4 separate regions of the Mus musculus genome follow, and all the other regions are linked to region 1. Evidence: chromatin contacts called from public HiChIP or PLAC-seq data. All regions are on one chromosome and are shown on one strand. The core of a region is the stretch at or near the end of the contact, and the rest is flanking DNA. Distances in the headings are between cores, read along the strand shown. Region 1 holds the start of Ntrk2 (neurotrophic tyrosine kinase, receptor, type 2). Region 2 overlaps Ntrk2 (neurotrophic tyrosine kinase, receptor, type 2). Region 3 overlaps Ntrk2 (neurotrophic tyrosine kinase, receptor, type 2). Region 4 overlaps Ntrk2 (neurotrophic tyrosine kinase, receptor, type 2).

The links. HiChIP or PLAC-seq counts read pairs in DNA pulled down with a chosen protein or histone mark.
Region 2: a contact with region 1 is called in an H3K4me3 HiChIP or PLAC-seq map of embryonic basal ganglia, with 6 times the contacts expected there. The contact joins the enhancer-like site here to the promoter of Ntrk2 in region 1. A contact is called at or near these places in 3 of 39 promoter capture datasets (the 3T3-L1 cell line, embryonic stem cells and liver), 5 of 484 Hi-C or Micro-C datasets (cerebellar granule neurons, cerebral cortex, forebrain and 2 more), 14 of 115 datasets of contacts at active chromatin or transcription factors (SST interneurons, craniofacial prominence, embryonic basal ganglia and 9 more) and 2 of 9 other capture datasets (liver and pancreatic islet).
Region 3: a contact with region 1 is called in an H3K4me3 HiChIP or PLAC-seq map of embryonic forebrain, with 5 times the contacts expected there. The contact joins the enhancer-like site here to the promoter of Ntrk2 in region 1. A contact is called at or near these places in 5 of 39 promoter capture datasets (the 3T3-L1 cell line, cranial neural crest, embryonic stem cells and 2 more), 2 of 484 Hi-C or Micro-C datasets (embryonic stem cells and liver), 16 of 115 datasets of contacts at active chromatin or transcription factors (SST interneurons, embryonic basal ganglia, embryonic forebrain and 8 more) and 4 of 9 other capture datasets (adipose tissue, embryonic stem cells, liver and 1 more).
Region 4: an H3K4me3 HiChIP or PLAC-seq map of embryonic stem cells shows a contact between it and region 1, with 5 times the contacts expected there. The contact joins the enhancer-like site here to the promoter of Ntrk2 in region 1. A contact is called at or near these places in 6 of 39 promoter capture datasets (3T3-L1-derived adipocytes, embryonic stem cells, epiblast stem cells and 2 more), 7 of 484 Hi-C or Micro-C datasets (cerebellum, cortical neurons, embryonic stem cells and 3 more), 15 of 115 datasets of contacts at active chromatin or transcription factors (astrocytes, craniofacial prominence, embryonic basal ganglia and 9 more) and 2 of 9 other capture datasets (adipose tissue and pancreatic islet).

What each region holds. Positions count from the first base shown.
Region 1 is chr13:58,806,084-58,809,656 of GRCm38.p6, forward strand. Ntrk2 (neurotrophic tyrosine kinase, receptor, type 2) reads left to right here and starts at 1,614. Exons shown (of 18, transcript NM_001025074.2): 1 at 1,614-1,930; 2 at 2,302-2,857. The coding sequence starts at 2,646.
Region 2 is chr13:59,039,414-59,042,986 of GRCm38.p6, forward strand. The region is part of intron 14 of Ntrk2 (neurotrophic tyrosine kinase, receptor, type 2); the gene reads left to right. Among named protein-coding and RNA genes, the nearest start is that of Gm53063, 33 kb to the right of the region's middle. Within about 2 kb of position 1,943, at least 70 of the 459 cell types and tissues checked have an H3K27ac peak or open chromatin away from gene starts, as enhancers often do. A contact at or near this core is called in cerebral cortex, embryonic basal ganglia, embryonic forebrain and 4 more, where this site is marked.
Region 3 is chr13:58,969,884-58,973,456 of GRCm38.p6, forward strand. The region is part of intron 12 of Ntrk2 (neurotrophic tyrosine kinase, receptor, type 2); the gene reads left to right. Among named protein-coding and RNA genes, the nearest start is that of Gm53063, 100 kb to the right of the region's middle. Within about 2 kb of position 1,763, at least 71 of the 459 cell types and tissues checked have an H3K27ac peak or open chromatin away from gene starts, as enhancers often do. A contact at or near this core is called in embryonic basal ganglia, embryonic forebrain, embryonic stem cells and 4 more, where this site is marked.
Region 4 is chr13:58,953,614-58,957,186 of GRCm38.p6, forward strand. All of the region lies in intron 12 of Ntrk2 (neurotrophic tyrosine kinase, receptor, type 2), which reads left to right. Among named protein-coding and RNA genes, the nearest start is that of Gm53063, 120 kb to the right of the region's middle. Within about 2 kb of position 1,743, at least 14 of the 459 cell types and tissues checked have an H3K27ac peak or open chromatin away from gene starts, as enhancers often do. A contact at or near this core is called in cortical neurons and embryonic stem cells, where this site is marked.

The DNA.
Region 1 (3,573 bases), core at 364-2,863:
GAGGTGACCTGCTGGTTTTTGCTCCAGGCCTCGGCCGGCCGGGTGTTTTAAATGTGTAAGGATTATATTTCTATCCCTGGTGCATGACATCTATGTGAAAATCTTGCTAGATTGATTTTATTTCTTAGTGATGTTTAAGGCTGTGCGAAGACCCAAACATTTCCCCTGACATCATCCTTCTCATTTCTGGCCTTTTGCGGGCAGTTGGATGACTATTCTTATGTCTTAAATTGGACTCCAGCGCATTGTCTTGTGGTGCGTGGAGGACTTCAGAGGCAGGAGATTGTAGGGATCTGGTGAGAGGCGCACTGCCTGGGTAGCAATGTGCACACAGCGCGGCGGTTGCGCATCTGGAGCTGCAGTGCGCCGGTAGCGCAGTTCCTAATGCGGTGGTAGCAATGGCCCGAGGTACCGGAGCGTGCTGGGTTTCTTCTCCCCACGCGGGGGCACCAGAGCCCTCGAAAGTGTCAGGCACTGCGGCGCATCTACCAGATTCCCTTTTAAATGACTGCGGATGTGCGGGCGGTCGCAGCTACAAATGGTGAGAGGAGGCTCAGATCAGGCTCGCGAATGGCCCGCAGCGACCATTTAACTGCACCCGCACGTTTGTCACTCGACCCTCCGGAATCATCTCACGTGTCCCCACTGAGACTCTAGGGCGCTGCCGGAGCCCGGCCTCTCGGTAGCTGGAAGCACATCCTGCCTCGGGCAGCGCGGGTGCAGGGTACACGTTGGCGCACATGCACGCGCGCACACGAACACGCGCAAGGTACGGCAGGGCAGGGGACAGGGGCTTGGGTGCTCCGCGTGCGGGTGGGTGTCGCGGGGAGTGAAGCTGTGATCCTCAAATGGCTGCATCCTGCCAGGTTAAGGAATAAGAGAAGATGATGCGGAGCCATCCATTCCACAGGCCAGGGTCGGTGCAAAGCATTTAGGGAACCCACAGCGCGGCCGGCGCGCTCCCTTCCCACGCAGGGCTCTCTCTGTGGCGCAAACGGCAGGAGAAAGATCCATCAGAGCTACACTTGTGTCTGCAGGCTGTCTACACTTCTCTCTTGGCAGAAACCCCATCAGGAGAGCTTTGGAACCATCCACCCCTAAATAGGTAGTCCGGAACCCGGCAATGGTCCTTGGTTACTAACGTACAGCGCTATATATTTATTTTTGTACGGGGTGTAGCTTGTCTTCCCTATATTTTGGAAATAGCTTGCTTTCCCCTATGAGCATGGTGAGAAAGAAGAACGCGGCGGGGAGGGAGAGGGAAAGGAAAAGGAAAAGGGAGGATTCCTACAATACGAATCAGAGCATTTTTTTCAGAGCCTAACCAAACAGGGCTTCCATTTAAAAAAGGGGGAGCTAGTCTGTACTGCGATGTGGAAGAGATGTAAGAATTAGGGACCAAGGAAGCATCGCTGCATTTTAGATGTACCGGGGTCTAAAGGGGGCACACACACGCACACGCGCACACATGCACACCCGCACAGCTACCCCGCCAAGGTGTGTGCGTGCGCGCGAGTGTGAACTCCCACATGCTGCTGTCTGCGCCTGGCCGCTGGCACCAAGCCTCCTCCTCCCCGCTCGCCCCCAGATTCCCTCCCCTCCGCCTTGCTTTTGTCTGGAGGGTGCTATGCTATGCGTGTGTGCGTGTGTGTGCGCGCGCGCGTGTGTGAGCGTGTGTGTTTTTGGATTTCATACTAATTTTCTGGAGTTTCTGCCCCTGCTCTGCGTCAGCCCTCACGTCACTTCGCCAGCAGTAGCAGAGGCGGCGGCGGCGGCGGCCGCCGGTTAGAGCCCAGTCGCTGCTTCAGCTGCTGTTGCTGCTTCTGCAGCGCTCTGCTCCCTGCGCTTGCTACGGGAGGCCGGGGAAGCCGCGCGGACAGTCCTCGGTGGCCTGGGCCGGCACTGTCCTGCTACCGCAGTTGCTCCCCAGGTGGGATGTGCCGCGCCACCTGCCCACCTCCCCTCTCCCCCCGCGCCCAGCGGCCGGGGAGGATTCTGCAGCATCATTGGGGCCCCAGCGCTGCCGCAGCCTCTTTGGAGGGTCCTTGGCTTGGCCTATGCCATGGAATCTGCTCTCAAAGACCCGTTACCGACTTCTCATGCCTCGGCCTCAGGCTTGAAGGGAGGGCGGGCACACGGGGGGGGGGCACTAAGGGGCAAGTTGATGGCGGGGCGGGAGCTGGGCACTCAGACATTCATTCTCCAGGCTTGGGGTTCAGGGTGAGGAGAGCGCGGAGGGACTGTGTCCCAGTTGGTGGTGTGTGGGGTCTATTAGTCTCATCCATGTCTGTTTGTCCTCAGCCCTGAGGTGCGCACCGATATCGATATTCGTGCCGGTTTAGCGGTTCTGCGACCCAAAGAGTCCAGGGAGATCCACCGAGTGGTGCCTGGCGTATAGGACTATGCAGCCGCCTTGTGGCTCGGAGCAGCGGCCCGCGATGTCCCAGCCACTGTGAACCATTTGGTCAGCGCCAACCTGCTCAGCCCCAGCACCGACAGGCTCAGCCTCTGGTACGCTCCACTCCGCGGGAGGCCACCAGCACCAAGCAGCAAGAGGGCGCAGGGAAGGCCTCCCCCCTCCGGCGGGGGACGCCTGGCTCAGCGTAGGGACACGCACTCCGACTGACTGGCACTGGCAGCTCGGGATGTCGCCCTGGCTGAAGTGGCATGGACCCGCCATGGCGCGGCTCTGGGGCTTATGCCTGCTGGTCTTGGGCTTCTGGAGGGCCTCTCTCGCCTGCCCGACGTCCTGCAAATGCAGTTCCGCTAGGATTTGGTGTACTGAGCCTTCTCCAGGCATCGTGGCATTCCCGAGGTTGGAACCTAACAGCGTTGACCCGGAGAACATCACGGAAATGTGAGTTCCTTTTACTTTTTCTCCTGTCCCCACCTCAGGAATCAGGCAGGTGTATGTTTGGGACAGATGCTGTCCCACACATGGCAAGAAGTCAGAGACCAGAGAGATGGGGTACCTGTCACTTCTCTGTCTGTTTCACTGGCTTACGGATGTCAGTTGGTGAAGAGTGGGACTCTAAAATTCCATATAGACAGAAATATAATCATAAATTCGTATATATTATGTTCCTGGGAAGGAATTCTGCGTGCATTTTCATTTCAAAGTTCTGATGGGTGTGTTTTAGGCTTTCAGTATACGATAATTATATTGGAACATTTTTGTTTGGTAAAATATACTGTGTGTGTGTGTGTTGAGAGAAGTTCCAGTGATATTAACCAGAAAGGAGGTTAAAATTATTCATTTTCAAGAATTGGTTGGAGGAAGTGAGGGTCTCTCCCTTAACATCTTTTCCCGAGGCTTGGAGTTGACTGGTCCTGTTCCCCCTTTTCCATCTCATCTATTGGATTTTGCTTCAGAGATTGCAGCCAGAGATGCTTTGAGGATGCCCTGTAAGAGGAGAAGTTCTGAGTGTCGAAAAGCACTCGCTCAAGAGAGAAAATGCGATCACAGGAAGGGCTAAAAGCCTGGGCTGATTTAATTTGGACCTGATTTCTCAGAGATACGATTTTGAGACCATTTGGATTATAAATCTTAATTGCCCATTGAAAAATTCCCCA
Region 2 (3,573 bases), core at 693-3,192, 230 kb after region 1:
CAATGGTGGGGGCTTGAGAAAGAAGAGGCAGAAGAGGGCTATTCTAAAGAGCCATGGGGTTGGGTTAGAAGCTGCCACAGGAAGGACTGGTGGTGGCTGGAGGTAATTAATTCTATTCTTCTTCCTGCCTCCTTCCTTCCATCTCTTGACAAAGTTTCCCTGTTTTGTTTGTTTGTTTGTTTTTGTTTATGTTTTTGTTGTTGTTTTTTTTAAGCATACAGTATTCAGGACATTTGACAGTGTCTTATCTCTAGTTTCTACTTTTTTATCTTTAATCTTCTTTACCTTTACCGATAAATGAGACCAAAAGTGTTCTTATTTCTGCAGTTTTATAGATGAGCATATGTTCAGGCTGGGTGTCTACACCTAACCAAGCCATCTATATCAAACCAGAAAAATGGAGGCCTGTGTCCATGTTGGGTCCACGTTTTAAACTCTATTTGGAGGCCACTCAGAAAGCCTAGCCAAGGCTTCAGACTAAGTTCACTTAACAGTGGGGTACATGTGCCCTCCCTCCCCCAGGGTGTGAAAATGCTGGGTGATCCAGGGATTCTAGATGACAGAGTGGGAATAGCTGAGAGGCCGTGGCCAGGCATGTGGGCATCATCCCAGAGAGTTCTCAGTAACTGTGGCCTCTCATCCCTGCCCTGCGCTGACTCTCCTGCACTCGAGCAATGCCCGTAATGAAAAGGTACTGTGTGGCCAAAGCTGGGACATTTGCAGTTTGTACATTCAGATCCCTTTGAGCAAACACAAAACCAAAGTGACCCAACCCACTAATGACTAGGGATGGACAGATGGTAATGACGCTTCTGTGGGTCCTCGCCCACCCCTGCCCTGCCTTGACTGGGCTTTAGAAGACCGTGTACAGTAGACCATCTTGCTTCCCTGTTCACAGAGCACTCCACTTTGTGCCGATATCTCATTAACATTACCCAGTGGGCCCTTGTTGGAGTTCCGACTCGAATTCAAATTCTCTGAATCGCCTAGTACACACTCTTTCATGCTACCTTCTGGTTTTACCCAGCTTGTTTCTGCAAATTAATGATCTGTGATAAACGTTTGCTCATTAAACAGTGCCAAGGGTGGGGTTGGGAGGAGGAAAGGTACTTGACCCTTTGTCAGATCCTGACCTCTCCTTGCCAGTCTTCTCGGGGTTAAAATGAGATTGCCATCACAGAGAAGAAGGACAAAGAAACCGTAGATTAAAACCGCACTCTTGCTCCATGACCACAGACCTGAGGAGCTAAACAGCAGTGACCTTGAGTATGAACGTTTGTTACAGCAGCAGCTTACCCGCTATAACTCAAGCTTCCGTCAGGGGACCAGGCCAGCTCTCTGGAATGCAGAGGTTGTATCTTCATGAGCTCCGGGGTGAATCAGGTCAGAATAATTTGCAGACCTTGCACAGAGCCTCTCGGCAACCTAGGTGTACTCATGTCTAGGGCTTCAGTCTAACTGAAAATGTATTCAGAACTAAATTAATCTAGGAGAAAAACATCCATCACTCCATTCTGACCATAACAAAAACAGATTTCTGTTTTATTATTTATTATTTTTTTTAAGCAATGTCAAACTGAACACATCTTCCAGTACTGCGCAGACTCTCACATCTCTGGAGTAGCTTGGGTTGCTCCTACTCCATTGGGTGCACCCAGGGATGCTTGACAGCCTTTCTGCTGTTGCCTAGCAACCCCTGCAGCATTGACTATGCATGCTAAGCAACTGCAGCCATTGTCCTTCTCTCTCTCTCTCTCTCTCTCTCTCTCTCTCTCTCTCTCTCTCTCTCTCTCTCTCTCTGAAGAGCTGACTTTGGTTTGCCATCCAAAGCTCTCTGGGCAGATTGACAGATGTCAGATGCAGGTGAATCCTGGTGTTGATGCTCCCGAGTACTTGAGGAGCTTGAAGGACTCGGTGTTCCAGGCCATGTGCATGCCTTCAGGGGCACACAGGCTGACGACGCCTCTCTCCTGCTAAAGCATCTGCTAGTTTGGATTCAGCTGGATTGGTCTTTTCTTCATTACTTGGATGGTCTTTCTTTCTCAGGGAAATGGATTTGTCAACCATTTTCCTCTTTTCACTGAATAATACTGCATACATATGTACATACATACATAGGAGAGAAGCGAAGTAACCAGTCTTTGATCAAATCCAGTTACTTTGCCTTTGGGTTACTCGGTTGCCAAGGAAACGCTCCATCGCACTTTCCCTTGCATTAACTGTCGATGCATCAGCTATTTTTGGCTCCATCTAACATGCATTTCAATAACTACCCTTCCTACAACCTTTTTCTTGTACTGTGAATGCAAGATGATTTTTTTCTTTTTCTTTCTTTCTTTTTTTTTTTTTTTCAAAAGTCTGCTTTGTAGGAACTGTGTCCCTCCCTGGCTAACTCCGGTTTATTTCTAGAACCAAGTAGCGCTGAATCTGAGAGAGACCTTTAAAATCATATACATAAAGTCTCGTATTTTATGGATGAGAAATCTAAGACCCAGGGAAGCCAAGCAACTATCTCAAAGTATTAAATTAAAAGAGTTGGAGACACACACAGGTGGAGTCTTAGCAGACTTGGTGGCTGCTGCATGGGTTCAGCAAACACTTTGCTGAGAGCAGACTTAAGTTTTATACTTTAAAAGTGTCTGAATTCCTTCTTTCCCCCAGAGGAAGTAATGGTATTTTTCTCCACCAAGAGTTCAGAATGCAAACTTACACACTGTTCTTTCAGCCCAGCATCTGCCACAGTGCCCAGTCCTTACCCCACTCCCCGGTGCAGGCAACTACAGCTCATGGGTCTCAGCTCAAGTCATCTCTTTGGAAGGGCTGTCCTTTCTTGTCCCCCAAGCAGATCAGACTCCACGCTGCCAAGTCTCTTGAATTGACCTTCACAGCATTGTCAGGGATATAAAATTATGTATCAGTGTGTTTACTCAATGAGTGACACTTCGTGTCTGTGACCTCTTTCAGGGTGTCAGTCATACTCTCCGTGGGGGAGCCATGACTTTGAGTGTGTTGACTAATATGCGTCATGATGCACAAAAGCGATGCTCATTGGATGAATGAGAGGGCGGTCGTAGGGGAGTGGGTCGGAACAGACCGTGGAAATAGAATTCTGATGTGCTTGAGTTAACCATCGCATTTACTTCTGGACAACAAAGTGGCTTCTTGAAACTCTGATGGTCACAGCTGAAGGAAACTGTAAAGATGACATATAATATTAATAATCTAATGTAATGAGAAATCGTTTTAGAAATGGTTGAATAAGCTAGGTATACTGGCATGCGCTTAACAGTCCCCACACTTGACAGATGCAGGCAGTAGAAGGATCCAGTACTGAAGTCCACCTTCAGCCGTGTAGTGACTCTGAAACCAAGTGGGCTACATTGGAAAGGGAAAGTATGGATGCGTAGTTATGATGTAGATATGGACTGCCGTTACGGATGTTCTTTAGCTAACATTTATTATTATTATTATTATTATTATTATTATTATTATTATTATTATTATTTTGGTTTTTCGAGACAGGGTTTCTCTATATAGCCCTGGCTGTCCTGGAACACGCCTTTAATCCCAGCA
Region 3 (3,573 bases), core at 513-3,012, 160 kb after region 1:
AGAATCAAGAAGCATTTCCTGATGAAATAATTTTTCATTTGTCAGAATGAATGGAACTTAATGGTCAAAGGTAGAGTTTGAAGGTCACATTTCAGGAATAAAGACACCGAATTTACCAGGCAGAGAGGTAATGTGGCTATTCTATTCTCGTTACATTTTTATACTGTTTGGAACCCATCAGGCAGCCAATGGGTAGGGCTTAAGCAAATCAATAATAAGTAGGAAGAGTCATGGCATGCTTATCTGAAGAGTGTGGACTGGAATCAGAGAAGTTTGGACACAAGTCACGGGCTGACACAGCTGGAGTCAGATCCTGTGGCCGGGTCTAATCACAAGAGGTAGTTCTATTGGTGGCCGGGAGAAGAAGGTTCAGAGACAGCCTAAGCAATCGCAGTGTGTCCATAAAGAATTGGTGAATCAATGACTTAGTCCCAAGACAGAGTCTGAGTCCAGTTCCTGATGGTGATGGTCCTAACGATGATAGCAATGATCTTGTATTCCAGAGAGAAGAAACGACATGATCAGGTAACTCGGATCTTTGAGGAGTATCAGAGAAGCTAAGACAGAAAGGATTGCGTGCCTTTGCATAGGCAGTCTGTGATCTGTTTTTTAAAACAGGTCCCGAATTATTTAGAATAAATTCCAACCTTTCTACACTCTAACCTAGGTCTGGGCTTCTCAATCTTGTTATCATTAGCACCTTAGTTTTAGTTCTGCACTGCATGGACTGTTCTATGTATCTGGAATCTTAGGGTATAGACTTGGGTATCAGCTCAGGCAGAAACTGTGGGTCTTAGCTTCTGTACCACAGGAACTTCTCCTAGGCACTGTGGTGATGTAGCATTTCTGGCTTCAAGCCATCAGATGTATAGAACACATGCCCTCCACTTCACCCCAGCATGGGGACAACCTAAAATCTCTTCATGATCTCTTTCCACTGGAGGCAAAATTACTCCCACTCTGAGACTTCCTGACCTGATAATTTTGATAATTTTTCAGAAAATCCATGACCCTTAAAGAACACTCTGGCCATTTAATGGGGAAGGGTAAAATGAGAAGTGACTTTTCTCTCATGGGTCTGGCTTTCTTTTACTGACCAAGGGTAGCCACCTCAAGTGACCCAGCAGAATAGCCAGCCTGTTCAATGGCATCTTGCTTTAAATGATAGGTTTTTGTTGGGTTCTACTCACTATTTATTCAACATTTTTGCCTTTTTAAGTGCATAGAATTCTATTTGTTTGGTTTCACAGTGAAGACTTCCAAATAAATAAAGGGTATCCAGCTATAAGATTACATCCTAGCTATTACCATACAGTTCCTGGCCTTGGGTAGAATCAACGAGAAACACGTCTTGTAGCGTCTGGATACCTCACTGTGCACAGCCCTCTCCTGTAAAATCCCATACAATACAGAAAGCTCCCCTCACGGTTCCCTGCATTAGTGGCAACAGGTGATGATCCTGAGGGACTGAAAACAAATTTCTATGTTACATGTATGATCTCAGCAATAAAACACTAATGAACCAGCAAGACTGTAAAGCGGAGTTGTGAGGTACCTTCCTTCCTTTGAAAGGTCTCAGTAACAAGGTAAGAGGGACTGGTCTGAGCATGTCCTGCAGGTCTGACTCACTGTTTGGGTTCTCCATGGAAACCCAGTCTCAGGGGAATTTGTCATAAATTGTTTGCCAGGCTTGTTGTTCTCTTAGAGGGGCCACTAGCATTGCTTCTAAAGTGAGTTCTTTGTGAAGACTTTGCTCTAAATTACTAACCGGCAGTGCTTTGAAGAGAAAGGGAATTGGAGCGTGTGTGAGGCCAGCATTAAGAGGGGGTCAGCAGGAAAATGTGTGAGCGCAGACAGACGTCACCTGCCTCCCCTTAGACAGCCTGTGGCAGCTGAGAAAGTGTTCTCAGAGCACTCTGAGCTCTCACTGGGGTACTCAGGAAAGAGGCAAAGCTTTGAGTTCACTCTCTCATGTCTGTCAAGCCTTTTTATTAGGCTGGGGCAGACCCTGCTTCGATCCAAACCCAAGCCTGGAGCATTAGGAGCCAGAGCTGAGGGGTCCCACCTTTCACTCACCAGGGTGGAACATTGTGGCCTTTGTTGTAGAGCTTTCTGGAATTTGCAGTTGATTTGAAAAACCCAGCACTTAATTGTCGGTGACTTGAGAGGTAAACCCCGCTGATTTTCTTTTGAAATAGTTCGTTGTGTTCAGAATGGAAGAGAAAAATAAGAGCCAACCATTTTTCTTCAAAATTAGTTGTTTGAAATATGGGACTGGGAGACCTTGCTGTGTCTCACACAAGATGAATTTCATCCATTCCCACTGGAGGCTTCTGGACTTTAAATCTCCCAGGCTTTTGTTTCAGCATATTATTATTATTTTTTTAAACGTGGCAATAAATGCTGATCGAGTTCCCCTAATTAAAGTAGTATCTAATCTCTAGTAAGCTCCTGTCACACAGCAAGTATTAATGAGCACAGTTTTAAAGACTGCTTCTGCAGAGCACAGGCTCTCCTCCTAAGAGGAGACCTAAGGACTATTTTTTTCCAGAGAAACTCTAGGCCGGGTGCCTGGATGCTTTTTCTTTAAATTGCACATGACGTCACATTTCCCAGATGCCAGGCTCAGGAAAACGATGCAAGGTCAAGTGTCAGTGCTCTTGGTGTGTGTCCCTGATGTGTGTATCTCTAGTGTTTATGGGACACTGAAGCTTGTTGGACTCACCTCCCAATGTCTTTCTCTATGGAGGAAGAACCAGTCTAAGATGGGACCCGAGGCTCACTCAGGATCATGCTGGATACTTCCTGTCGTGTCTGGAGAGAGCCAGTCCTCCTTGGCATCTAGCCCAGGGTCTCCATTCCACATCACTGCCTGAAGTGCTGGCTTCCGTATATCTCTCACCCTTAAACAGTGAACCCTCTCAGTACACATGCAGGTCTGCTCAGGACCACACAGATACCAACGTCCTCAGAGATCACATCTCTTTTATGTAAAAGGGCATTGTATTTGTACTGAACCTGAGTACAACCCTCCACATAATCAAGTCATCTCTCTAGATTACTTATAATGTCTAATATAATGTAAATTCTGTATACATGTCATACTATAGTGTTTAGGAAATAATGGCCAAAATATATTAAGAATATATATATGTATATGTATATGTATATACATATATATATATATATATATCTTCAGCTGGAGATTGGTTGACTCCTCAGGTACAGGACCTACACATTCAGATGACAGGCTATGCTGTGTTCAAGTCCCTTTGCAGGTCCACAGTGAGTCAGGAAGTCACTGTACTAGCAAAGCATAGTGGGTTTATGTTGGGTTTGTAATTTATGCATTGACATTTTCTTATACTTTTAATAATTTATACCATTGTGTATTAAAAACTATTGCTGTGCGCATCACTTCCAAGGTTATGGCAACTCTACAGCGAGCAGTGAACTACACAAGCTGGCTTCCTATAGTATGGTATGGTATAATATAGTATAGAATGGTATAGTGTAGTATGGAATGGTATGCTATAGTATAGTATAGAATGGTATAGTATGGTATGGTATGAT
Region 4 (3,573 bases), core at 493-2,992, 150 kb after region 1:
CTACAGTTCCAGCTGAGCTGAGAAAGGCCAGGATTCCCACACAGAACACTGCAAACCAGAGAAACAAGAGCCCTTAGTAAGGTTTCTGGATTTAGCAAACAGATATGACTAAATTTAAATTTCAGATAAAGAAACATTAATATTTGGCATAATTATGTCTCACATAATAGTTGGAAAATATTTAGATAAATTGTTTGCCTGCAATTCATAGTCTACTGGGATACTATGGTTTTCTTATCAACACGGTAAGTTAAGACAAAGTGAATTTGAAATAGCAGACTTCTGACTATACAGCTGCTACTGGGTCTCCAGGCTTGCCGGACCCTGAAATCTGCCCTGGCTCCAGTTGATAGCACATCTTCTTGTTCCTCTGCTGAATAGAAGCAAACAGCCTATGTCCTATCGCTGAGGGCCAGCACATAGCCTGGAGCTTCTGCAGACCCTTCCGGCTGTCTGCCACTTTCTGTTTCTGAGCTGAGGGACGCCTTTCATTTCCAGATTTCATCCTCACCAGCTTGGGTGATTAGCTCTGCCCTCATGCTAACACCAGAGACTCAAAAAGCCCCTCTTTGCCAGGCAGCGAAAGAGACAAGCATGGGACACCACTGCTGTGTGTACCCGCAGCCACCTTTAGGGGACAAGGCTTAAGAGGGTTGATGCTTGGCTTAATGGTTTTGTGATTCTTAAAGTTTTGCTAAAGAACAAAAGATCTACATCCCATTCCGTTCTGAAGGCTGAACATTTTAGTGTGTAGCTGGTTCATGTTTTTCTATAGCTGGGAAAAACCTATTGAAAGTCGTGTGTGCAGTCTTCCTCTTCTACGTTACAGCATCCCATAGCACAGAAAGCTGCAATGATTGCTGATTTACTCCTTCTACTGGTGTAGGAATGCCGTACCCCTCCCCCCAGGCCCCTGCTTAACAGAGACCTCTGCAACTCCAAGCTGGGCATTTCCTATGAGGGCTTGAATGAATCCTCATATCCTCTCTCATAGAGTATTTTGGGGTCTTGCAAGATAGTTCAGAGGGCAAAGGTGCTTATCACCAAGACTTGTAGCTGCCAGCAGCCACAGGTTCCTGGGTTCCTGAAAGAAAAGCTGGGGATGGATGGGAAGGACGGTGAGAGAAATAGCGAGAGCCAAGACAAAGTTCTCTGATCAAGGCTCCACTTTAATTCTAGGGTCTGATTTTTAAAGGGGGGGGGGGCGGGGGTGAGACGCGGGACTCATCCCCCACTGTGCCAGGATCTTGTTGGCCACTTTGTCAGGATCTCTCCTCAAGAAAACAAGCTCAGCTGCTCAGCAGGTGGTGGCTTCTTGCAGGAAGCTGCAGGTGTGGCACACAATAGACTTTACCTAGGTCAGAAGACTCCACCCTAGGTGGGCTAGCAGGCTGTGGTAAAAACAAGGTCTGATTCAGCCGCTCAAGACTTGGGGGAGGGCACAAAGACGGATGCCCTGAGTCCAATCTCCAGAGCCCACATGGAGGAAGGAGCAAACCAATGCTTGAAAGTTGCCCTTTGACCTCCACTCTAGTGCCCTGGCGTGCACATGCCCACACAAGAAAAATAACTAAGTACATAGTCAATGAATTAAAACATATAATGTAAACAAGTAATGTAGTTATTTTTTTAAGGTGGCGTTGGCAGCCGCAACCATTCATAATCAGTAATTATTGAGTGCCTGCCCGCGTCGAAGGCACCCTTCCTCACCCAGCCCACAATCATTTGAGAGGATGTTCCCAGTGCTTGTGTGTGCTGACATGGTGCTGAGTGACACCATGCACTCAGCCACATTCTTCCAGTCGATTGATTGACAGGCAGCCACCACTAACTCTTGGATAAAGGGTTTCTCTGCATGGAAGGAGGGTGTGGCTATCAAGTGCCGGTCCTCTGCAACAATTTTTCTCACATCTGCTGCTGTGAGAAATTCAAATAGACATAACAACAACCACCCACAGAAATTCAAAGATGGTTCATTGGATTGGCAGAAAATCAAAGCTGCCTCCTCTCTCATCACTTCAGTAAGGATCCTATTGTAAGACTAGGCAGGTGGATTTTTAAGTCATTGCTGTGGGTAGCCCATGTGGGTCACGGCAGGGTGATTCTGACCCACAGGAGCTAGGTGACAGGCAGTTATTCTGCAATCATGTGTAGGGGTGGGGTGGGGTGGATACTTTGAAAATGCAGACTCTGTGAGCCAGGTAAGCCATCTCTTCACCCCAGCACACAGAGCTTGCTTGAGGCACTTGCTCCGTCTTCTCCGCAGTGCCAGCAACTCCTGATCTAACGTAATGTGCAAAACAATTGGCAAACTGAAGCAGCTCGGTGATCCCAGGAGGTTCTGCTTGCAGGGCAAGACTCAGGGCCACCTCCCAGGCATCTCCAGCTTCCTCTGAGCATCGTTTGGGAAAGAGGAGTTCCGTGATGCTTGAGCAAATGCCATAGGTCCGTTCTTTGCCAAAACGTTTTGAGTTAACCTTACGGTGGGGAAAATAAGACTGTCCAAATGTGCTCATGCATTTTGAATATTTTATTAATAGCACAGTTACTTTTGAGATTCTAATATGGGCTGAAAAAAATCACCTCCAGATGTTCAGAAAGTCAAGAACAGGCTGGGCTGGTCCTTGCTACAGTCTGCCCTGTCCACACTCATGATCTAGATTATTAGATAACGATTCCACATGCTGGTGTGTTTGTCTGAAAGAGATAGCCCTACGGGGAAATGAGAGACCCTGGGTCAAGGAGGTCGGAGGAGCTCTTGGATTGGATTACATTTAATGCAGGGATTATCAGGAGCCCAGAGGTACCTGAAGCCTGTGAGTGACAGTGAGCACACAGCAGTGAGCGGTAGGGCCTCAAGGGACCTGCATTCTAATTGAGATGACATCAGAACACACTGTTGTGACTTCCCAGAATAATTTAGTGTTAATCTTATGTCCTACAGAGCCATGCTTCCTCTCTTCCAGGCTCTTGGAATGGATGGGGGGTGCTCTTTCTCCTGCTGGTCTTTTAGAGATGATACAACTCCCTGGAGAACTTACTAGACCTGCTTAGAGCCACCTCTGGGCATCCGGAGGCGAGGTTGTGCCTCAAACCAGGAGTTTGGTGGTTGTAAGCAACCATTGCCCAACTCTGAGGTTGGGCTGCCTAGGCTCTACACCCTAATTCTAAAACCACGGTGTGGATCCCACACAGGGCTGGGTTTCTGTGCCTTCAGCTCCTCACACATGCGTGAGAATAATCAGCTCTGTCTAGGGGCTGTTTGTTCACGAGGGTGGTGTGCTCAGGAACTGTGTCTGAGCTAGCACACCTTCCTCGAAGGTCCACATTGATGATCAGCAGGGAGGCTTCCTCACCTGTCAGACAGAAATGTCAGAACAACTCTATGCTACTAGCACGCACTAAGAATCCAGTAACCTATACCACGACAGCGTTACTAAGTACCCAGTACCTCACACCACGAGTGTACTAAGTACCCAGTACCCCGCACCACTACAATGTACTAAGAACCCAGCACCCCATCCTACTACAGCGTACTAAGAATCCAGCACTGAGGCACAAAAGAAACTTGCA